Linked DNA regions of Rattus norvegicus: all the other regions are linked to region 1. Evidence: chromatin contacts called from public Hi-C data. All regions are on one chromosome and are shown on one strand. Each heading gives the region's core, a stretch centred on a gene start, on an enhancer-like site or on the middle of the called end of the contact. The rest is flanking DNA. Distances are from core to core; before and after follow the strand shown. Region 1 has its middle 130 kb from the start of Rpl21l6. Region 2 has its middle 75 kb from the start of Rpl21l6. Region 3 has its middle 25 kb from the start of Rpl21l6.

The links. Hi-C and Micro-C count contacts between places; a contact is called where the count stands out from the background.
Region 2: a Hi-C map of liver shows a contact between it and region 1, with 2.2 times the contacts expected there. The contact joins two enhancer-like sites. A contact is called at or near these places in 3 of 12 Hi-C or Micro-C datasets (kidney and liver).
Region 3: a Hi-C map of liver shows a contact between it and region 1, with 3 times the contacts expected there. The contact joins two enhancer-like sites. A contact is called at or near these places in 2 of 12 Hi-C or Micro-C datasets (kidney and liver).

The regions. Positions count from the first base shown.
Region 1 is chr2:34,126,821-34,129,955 of GRCr8, forward strand. No RefSeq gene overlaps it. Among named protein-coding and RNA genes, the nearest start is that of Rpl21l6, 130 kb to the right of the region's middle. Within about 2 kb of position 1,536, at least 16 of the 93 cell types and tissues checked have an H3K27ac peak or open chromatin away from gene starts, as enhancers often do. A contact at or near this core is called in liver, where this site is marked.
Region 2 is chr2:34,337,238-34,340,372 of GRCr8, forward strand. No RefSeq gene overlaps it. Among named protein-coding and RNA genes, the nearest start is that of Rpl21l6, 75 kb to the left of the region's middle. Within about 2 kb of position 1,489, at least 11 of the 93 cell types and tissues checked have an H3K27ac peak or open chromatin away from gene starts, as enhancers often do. A contact at or near this core is called in liver, where this site is marked.
Region 3 is chr2:34,286,845-34,289,979 of GRCr8, forward strand. No RefSeq gene overlaps it. Among named protein-coding and RNA genes, the nearest start is that of Rpl21l6, 25 kb to the left of the region's middle. Within about 2 kb of position 1,482, at least 11 of the 93 cell types and tissues checked have an H3K27ac peak or open chromatin away from gene starts, as enhancers often do. A contact at or near this core is called in liver, where this site is marked.

The DNA of each region.
Region 1 (3,135 bases), core at 286-2,785:
TCAGAATTTAAATAAAATGACTTACTGTGATGGCTATTCTTGGTTGTCAACTTGATATCCGGAATTAATTAAAACCCAAGTGGGTGGACACACCTGTGGAGGTTTTTTTTTTTAATTGAATCAATTGAATTGGGAAGACCACTGTAATCCAGATCTTTTGAGGTGGGAAGAAGACCTTTAATATGGGCCACACCTGGGGGACCTATAAAAAGGACATGGAAGAAGGACATTTGCTCTCTTTTCCTATTTGTCCTCTGTAGCAAGGCTGTTTCTTCACTGGCATTAGAACCTACTTCTCCAGGATTCCTTCGTCTACTGAAGATCAGCTAAGATTGAACAAGTAATGCATTCCTAGACTTTCTGTTGTTAGACAGCCATTGTTGGACTAGCTGGGCCACAGCTTGTAAGCCATTCTAACCTCTCTCTCTCTCTCTCTCTCTCTCTCTCTCTCTCTCTCTCTCTCTCTCTCTCCCTCCCTCCCTCCCTATCTATCTCTATCTCTATCTCTCTGTGTGTATATCTCTCCCTCTCTGTATCTCTCTGTCTCTCTCTCAGACCAAATTCTTTCCAGGGTTAAATCCCAAGTAGCCTCTCAGATATCCTGGATCCTGAAAAAGAAAGTGTTTCTCATGAATGAAATATAGGTATTTATTTCAAATATATATATGTACATATATCCATACATTTCATTCTATCAGTTCTGTTTCTCTAGAGAACCCTGACTAATACACTTGGTGAGAAGGGGGTAGGGCTGAAGGCAGTTTAGATTAAAAGGGAATCCTTCTCTGACTTTTTTTTTTTAAAAGTAAAATATTGAATCTTTTTTTTTGAAGCACATTATCACATCCTGATTTATCCCATTTAAATCTGGAATACCACATGGAGGCTTGACTTTATCTGGAGCACGCATTCACAGAGCTAGTTCAAAGCCAGAACATCCTCCTCCTCAGCTAAAGAGACACTCCTCCGAAACAGTGTCCTTGCTGGTTTCTGGATGCTGTCACTGGACGGCACAGAGTAGGCACTTGCTGCATGCTTGTTGAATCAATGTGAGGAAGGAAGGGTGAAACGAGACATTAATGTTTAAAACTGTGACCAAAGGGACAAGATTCAGGATTAAGGTGGATATTTAAGAGGGTACTTGGGGTTTAAACCTGAGAAGAATTTGGTCTGGGATCTTCATATAAGAGCTGGGTCCTACCTTACCTAATGCAATTTCTCTGACAACCACAATCCTTTTCACTCTCAAACAGCCCACAGCAGCACCTACACAGCATAGTCGCTTGTGACAGCCTCCTGGGGTTTGATGGTGGTTCCGGTTGTACTCCATTCTCTGTGTCAGGATATGGCTGCAAATTCATGCACAGGTCAAGGGCTGCTGACGAAGCATCCTTAACACTGTGCTGCTTGCCATGGCCTTCTCTTGGGAGAGCTTCTGTGGGAGCTGATGCAAACAGGGTTCTGCCTGTAGTATCCTTTACAGAGAAGCAAGGGCACGGTTCTTAGAACCTGACTCTCCAGTTCAGGTTACAGTTGGGGAAAACCAGAGTTGCCTATTTGAATGGCACTCTCTCGGCTCCTGTTTCTAAACTCCAGCTGAGCCGACACGTGGTAGACATGATTTCAACTCGGGGGGAAGGTTTCATTTAATCCACAGGGCATCTGAGTTACACGGGAACCAAATGAGAAACAGACGTGACTGCAGGTGCCTTTTGCCCTGCTCTTGGGCAATGAACTCAAAGGTGTCTTTGATTTCAGTAAGAAATTTGGCAGGGAGCTTGTTCCTAAAGTGGTTTCATTGCGTTGGTTTTTGGTAAAAAGGCTACTCTCTCCTTCCCCTTGACTCGTACCACACACATTCAAATATACATAAAACTCCCATCAGGAAGAGTAGCAGCACTGTGCTAAAAATAAAACTTAAATTAAAGGCCCACTTCAGTAACCTGTAAGTTTCTCATTCTTTCTGCTAATGGTCATTGGTTTTCTCACCTTGGATGGCCTGATTTCAAATAGGTAATTATTACCAACGGTCCAGAATAGTGCCAGGCCTATTGTGTAAATAATATGGCTTTTAAATATATTGATGAGTAAATATTTAACCAATAAACCAAGGCGGGTTAAGTCAGTCAACTGCAGCAGGGACAAACCACATTTGTTCTATAAGCTGTAAACACACTGGCCGGAGAAAGGCTTGGACATGTGCCTGGCAAGTCTCTATTTCCTGGACCAAAGTTTTTGTGTTATGGGGGCAAGTTCCGTTCTGATAGGGCTCACAGGCCAGGCCCTTTGGAAAATTTTTGTATTCCCCAGGCATGCTTAGCATTTTAGAAAGGGCCCAGTTCATGTTAAACGCAAGGGAGACTCACTCTGAGATCCAGATAAACTAAAGGGGTGTACCGGAAAGTGGCCCATTGTCCAGGTGCTGGAAGCAGGGAGAATGTATGTCACTTCTTACCACGGGCCGGTTGACTTTGGGCAAGACATCTGACATTTCAGGCATTCAACTGCTTCATTTGCAAAACCATAAAATGGGAGCCTGGACATAATCCAGACATCATTATACTTTAGAGCGTGATTCTGTGAGAAGTTGGGCTTTGATTGTGGCTCCTAGGTGGACACCACTGCAGGTCTATTTTTTCACTTAGAAGCCCTAAATCATATCTGTCCGAGTCTGGGTGCACGGGTTACACGTGGTGTGATACCAGCGAGCACGGCTCTCCCAGATTGTGAACTGGATGGTAACCTCCACACCTTGAGTTACACAGTGTTGCTACCCTGCCTCGAAAATGCAGTCTATCTTCTTTCCTCCTCGGGAATAGACTTATGTTGTAAGATGTTGTTATTGTTGTTGTTGTTTGTTAGTTTCTTATAAATTCCTGTGCTTGCTGGAATTCTTTCAACCTCTTCCCCCAGCCTCCTTTCCGAGGAGACTTTTTCCGTCTTCCAAAGCCCCGATTAGAATACAACTAACATCATTAAACCACTGAACTGAGAACGGGACCCTCGTTGAAAGAATCAGAGGAAGGACTGGAAGAGCTTAAAGGGGCTTGAGACCCCATATCAACAACATTGTCAACCAACCAGAGCTTCCAGGGACTAAGCCACTACCCAAAGACTATACATGGACAGACCCTG
Region 2 (3,135 bases), core at 239-2,738, 210 kb after region 1:
AGAAACATTTCTCTGACTGGAAGTGACTTTTGACCTGAAGGTTGACTCTGAGTTAGCTGACAAAAAGGAACGAGACTAATGAAAGACAGTGAGGGCAATGTTCCCAGGCAGAGGCAGCAGCCAGGCCCCAGGCTTCACATGTGAAGGGGGAAGAAAGTTTGTTTTTTTTGGAATTAACGATGTGACCCCAGAATCCAAATCCAAAGCAGGTATAGCTATTTGATGGGGAAAGGGAAAAAATAGTCCTCAATCATTCTCCCAGTTTGAGTAGTGGTGAGGTTGGGAGGCACCCTGGACATTGCAGAAGAAGCATTTGGCTGGCTTACATAACCCTACAATAGTCTACCCAACCCCCCATACCCAGCGGTCTCGTAGCACACGTTCACAGCTTGGTATGGGAGCTTCTAAAAGTATTTTCACAGAGCCAGACTTTGTGAAGGGGCCAACTAACAAAGCAAACCTCGCAGAGCTGATAGAAGAATTGTTGCAGCTTGTCCCCTGATGGGAAAGGCCACTCCCTCCTCTTCTAGTCCCTTCCAAGAACCTGAAAACTGAAAGGGCCTTTTATGTTTCTGATAAATGGTTTGGCAAACATTTTGCCTTTGGAAATGCAGCCTACCTCACTTGCCTTCCACTAATCCCCTCTCCCCACACCGAAACATGTTGTGTCTCCTGGCAACAGGGCTGGGGGAATGGATGGTGTCTCCCAAAAGGAGAATGTTCTAGAGGTCACCTCTGGGTCCTTGTCCTGGCCTTAACCTCAGCCTGTTGTGTTGCTAGTTGGGGCGTGGGGAGGCTTTCATCCTTGAGCCTCAGTTTCTGAAAGGAGACATCAACGGTGAGGGCTGAGGAGCAAGTGGGAGAGCAAGACAAGGTTGAACTACTCTATTCCCCTATCGACATGGGGATTCTATTTTCCCTATTATTGCCACGGTGCTTTTCTTTATTCTCCTCACACCGACCACAACCTTGTTACAGTCAGAGATCAGGCAAAGTGGCCTTTGGCAGTCTGGGGCAGTCATACTGCTGCCATTATTCTGGGTAGGGAGAAAATGGTCACTAAATTTCCCCTTGTACACACTACCTTCCATGATCCACAATGTCAACCTCCCCCTTCTACCTATCTCCCACTCCTTTCAACCCACAAATCCATCCAAAAACTTCTGCCTGCAGGGGAATTCAAGACTTATTTCTTTAATGGTCAGAATTGTGCTGGGTCAAGACTTTTAACTGTGTATTTAATTAGTCATCTGTGCACATGCAACTCAAAGGCGTTCAGCTGTGCCTTTTTATAGGATTAATAAAGCCGGTTGTAAATCACCTCTGCAGCCCATAAAAGTATTTATAGCAGCTTTTCTCTCCCTCTGCCATTACAGAAGCTCTGTTTGAACTAGCTGAGGTTTGCACCGGGGATAGTTCTACCCAGTTCTAGAAGGAAAGCGTTAAAAAAATCCTTTCCTGGCAAACCACAGCTTCATCATTAGGCAATGTAGAATGTGCTGGAATGTTAAGCTCCAGCAAGGACATTCCCGGGTGTGATTGCCAACAGCGAGCCTTCTGTGTTAATGAAAAATCAAAATACAAAAAAGCCAGTCAACTTCAAGTACAAAACCTTCAGTCGAACTTGAGAAATGGGACCAGAGTTGGAATTCTGTGGCTTCTTGACTTCCATAAACCTTAAGGGGATTTGGCAAGCTCTTCCCAAAGCCCATGCATTCACAGTGGCCAAACACCTTTGCAGTCCCCACAGCCAAGTCCATGCTATCACTCACTCTGTGGAGAAAAAAGCAACCTTTGTCTGATGGGCATTCAGAGCCTTTGCGGGTAAAATGAATATTACCAAAACCTGTTTCTTGTGTCTGCAGAAGGCTTTATTTCTCACACCTACTGCCCAGAAAACAATCTCAGTTCTTAAGAGACAACTAGTTCCATGTCATCTTTCCCAATTTCTTTCCTCTGCCTTTGCCCACCTGACTGAAACCCCCCATTGAATGTCACAGCATTCATTGTTGAGAAGTTGACTATGGAAGTCACTTGTCGCTTTGAGGCTAACCAGAGCCGAAGCAGCCATAAGGTTTGGGTTTGCAGATACATGTTCTGAAGTCTCACAGTTTGCCTGTTTTCTTCACAAGATTAACTGGCTGATGATTGGCAAGCTCTCAGCTTGGTGGAGAAAAGAAACAGGATGTTCGAGCAATCATCTCCCCGGACTGAGGAGAATCTGCTCCAGGTGGTTCGGGCACTGCGTGCAGAGACAGGTTGCACTTGGCTGAAGATTGATCGGGACTTCCTCACAGAGGTGGAGGGTTCCCTATGTCACTGGCAGTCTGGGGCCAGCCACTGTGTCCCTGCAGTGGTTTTTAATGTTTACAAACTTCAGGGACAGCTGGGTTGTCGCTTGGAGTCCTGTGGGATCTTTTGTATGTATTAAGGGGTAAAATACTGGACTAGGTATGCTAATGGAAAAGAGGTACAGGGACCCCCGCCCCCCGCTCCCTGATGTTGGCACACAGTGGATGTGACTGAGATCTAGTTCATTGACTCTTTAGACTTTAGCCTTGGAGGATGGCTTGAATCTCTCCTATTTTATATGTGTTGCCTCTTCTATGGCTTTCGCTTTTTCTCCTCCTCTTTCTCCTCCTCCCCCTCCTCCTGTTGCTCTTCTCTCCCTTACTCCCTTCTTTCCCATTCCCACTCTCTCCCCATCTCGTTCATTTCCTTCCTTCCTTTTGGTTTGGAAAGATCTTTGGGGGGAAATATATTAGATGACTTCCCCAATATCTGACCTCAAAATATCTTTTCCAGGACTGATGCTTTTTGAGAAGGGATACAATATTTTTGTTATTATTTTAAAGATGGGATATCTTCTACAAAGGACCCATAGAAAAGAAATGCAGCTTTTCCTCTGGGTATACAGTTGGGCTGTTTTAAAAGTCTTTTCAGTTAATAGAGCATTTGCTGATTCCAGAAAAGACATTAGTGACAGAACCATTTGCCTGCTTTTCTCTCAGAGTTAGCCAAGAATAGAAAACATTTTGAAGTTGAAACCAAAAACTTAGTTTTATAATCATCTATCACTAAGTTTCCTTTAATTAATAACTTTCAACAAATTTAATACACTATAATTTGTACCTA
Region 3 (3,135 bases), core at 232-2,731, 160 kb after region 1:
CGTAGGCACTTTTGGTGTTTAAGTAACATATTTGACACTGAATCAGATCCCTATAAGCCAGATTTCAGTTCTTCCAAACTCTAAAGATGGGCTAAGCTTGGCTTTCGGCTTAGTTCACTGAATAGCTCAAAATTGTTTTTCAAATGTCCCTGGGATTGGCCAAAACCAAATCTACTTTGCCAAACATTTTACTTAATTTAATAACAAAAATCCCATCTGTATTTTAATGAAAATTTAATCCATATGCTTGATTCACTTTTTGCATTTAATCCATCAAAATATTTTGTAAGAGTTATCTGGAATCCAAAAGGCCTTCTATGTCATTTTTTTTTGTAGAAATGTGTTGGCATAGGACTCTCTCCCTAAGCATTTTCTTCTTCTCCTAATAGGGAAATTCTGCTTTCCCAGCACCCAGATGACTTAGAGCTTGTGCACCCTTTCTGTGGTTCTCCTTTACACCAATTACACTCTTGTGGAATCACTAATCAAAATGGCTCACAAAGATATTCTCATTCTGCATTTCTGTAGTATGTAAGAAAGGAAAGAAGTGAAAGGTTAGGGTGATATGGAATCTTGGCTTTTATTCTGAGGTAGAGCCTAGAAGCCATGCCCTTAGTCCTCCATGTCCATGGAATAATTGAATGTATTTAGGCAGAAGTATTTCATAAGTATTTCATGTCGAAGGGGATGGGGAGGTGGCTAAATATTTCCCATAAAGCTGATTTATAGAGGTTGAATATATATATATATATTGGCTAATTTCTCTCTTTTTTTAAATTAATCATTCAACTCGTTTACATCTCAAATGATATTCCACCTCCCAGTTACCCCTCCACAAACCCCTCATCCCACATCCACACTCTCCTCCTCCTCCTCCACTGTCTCTATGAGGGTATTCTCCCACCCATGCCACCTTCTCCTGCCCCACCGCTCTAACATCCACCTGTACTAGGGCATCAAACCTCCACAGAACCAAGGGCCTCCCCTCCCACTGATTGTCAGACAAGGCTATTCTCTGCTACATATGTATCTGGAGCCATGGATCCCTCCCTGTACACTCTTGGTTAGTAGTCTAGTCCCTGGGAGCTCTGGGTAATTCGGCCAGCTGATATTGCTCTTCCTATGGGGTTGCAATTCCCCTCTGCTCCTTCAGTCCTTCTGCCAGCTCCCCCACCAAGGTCTCTGAGCTCTGAAGGTTGGCTCCAAGCATCCACATCTGCATTGGTCAGTTGCTGGCCAAACCTCCCAAGGTACAGTCACACCAGGTTCCTGTCAGCAAGTGCCTCAAGTTACGTAACATTTCAGGTGACTATAACATAGAAAAGCTCTTCCTAGGCTCATTGGAAAAGAGATTGCAAGTGCAGAGCATTGATAGTTTACTTTGAAGACTAGCTCTGCCTTGCTGGGCAACAGGCAGTCCAGCAGTGGCTAAAGAGAGGAGGGAGGGTGGAAGGGAGAACCAGAAATGGAGGTTTGTGGCCTTGGCTGTGCTCTTCAGTGAGGTCATCGCTCTTCATTGCTGCCCTGCTGGGCCTGTCCTGCTGCCAGGACCCAAAGAGCTTCAGATACAATTGATCTCATTATAGATCAGGACAGACTTGGCTCAGATGGATGGCGGGCTCTCTCCCAGTGATTAGGACAGAGCATACTTTTCTCCCCATCCCCACTCCTATCTCAGTCTTCTGGCTGAAGGTTCTTTTGTCTTTGGATTAATCTAGGGTTAATCTAAGTTTACTTACTTGCTGCAAGTCTGAGCTGGCAAGGTGGACATAATCTTCAAATAACTCTGAAAATGCCACTCCCACCATCAGTGCGTGTGCTAATTTGTTTAACCTCTGTCTACATTGGACCCAGACCAACTCTGAAATACTGGGCACAAGGCTTAGTAGGATTAAATCAAAGATTAGTTCTGCATCTGATCTCAGACGTAGTTCTTACTTTCTTGCCGGCTTGCTAGGAGACTTCTCAGTGCTTTGTTTTTCTCAGAGACAGAGTAGAATGGAAGAATCTGGAAATACAAAAGGAACTTCAGAAGGCTATTAAGGTGCTCCAATAATGACTGCACTTAAACTGTTCCTTCAGTGAGAACTTTTCTCTCAGACACTTGTGGAGGAAGACCACCATTTCCTTGATAAGGCATTCTGTTTCCCCATAATGTATGGTGATTCCCTCACAAGGGTGATTATGATGTTTAGGGAGTGGTGGTGGGCAGATCGGAGAGATACTTGCTTCCTTCCCAAACTTAAGAAGTGAAAAGTAAAGACAGAAGGTAGAGCTCCATGTAGATTCTTCCCGGTGTACAGAAATGAGCTCCATTCTGATTGTAAGTTCTTGACATTCCTTGTTTCTACCTCACTGTCTCTGTCAGAATGATACATGATCTGTGATGTTCTTACATCATTCTAGATTGAGACTTAATTCCTCTGAAAAATAAATTGCAACAGACCCTCTGTTTCTTGCCTAAAATCTTCCTCATTCAACCAGCAATCTGTTTAAGCTAAGATAGAGACTTCTCTGTTCTTTTGGTTCATACTGAAGTGTCTGTTCTCATAGTTAGTAAACTTGCTACTACCAAAGATGAACACTGGGACCTGGGAACCCTCAGATGGGTCCTGGGGACCTGGGAACCCTCAGACGGATCCTGGGGACCTGGGAACCCTCAGATGGGTCCTGGGGACCTGGGAACCCTCAGACGGATCCTGGGGACCTGGGAACCCTCAGATGGGTCCTGGGGACCTGGGAACCCTCAGATGGGTCCTGGGGACCTGGGAACCCTCAGACGGATCCTGGGGACCTGGGAACCCTCAGATGGGTCCTGGGGACCTGGGAACCCTCAGATGGGTCCTGGGGACCTGGGAACCCTCAGACGGATCCTGGGGACCTGGGAACCCTCAGATGGGTCCTGGGGACCTGGGAACCCTCAGATGGGTCCTGGGGACCTGGGAACCCTCAGATGGGTCCTGGGGACCTGGGAACCCTCAGACGGATCCTGGGGACCTGGGAACCCTCAGATGGGTCCTGGGGACCTGGGAACCCTCAGATGGGTCCTGGGGACCTGGGAACCCTCAGATGGGTCCTGGGGACCTGGGAACCCTCAGATGGGTCCTGGGGACCTGGGAACCCTCAGACGGATCC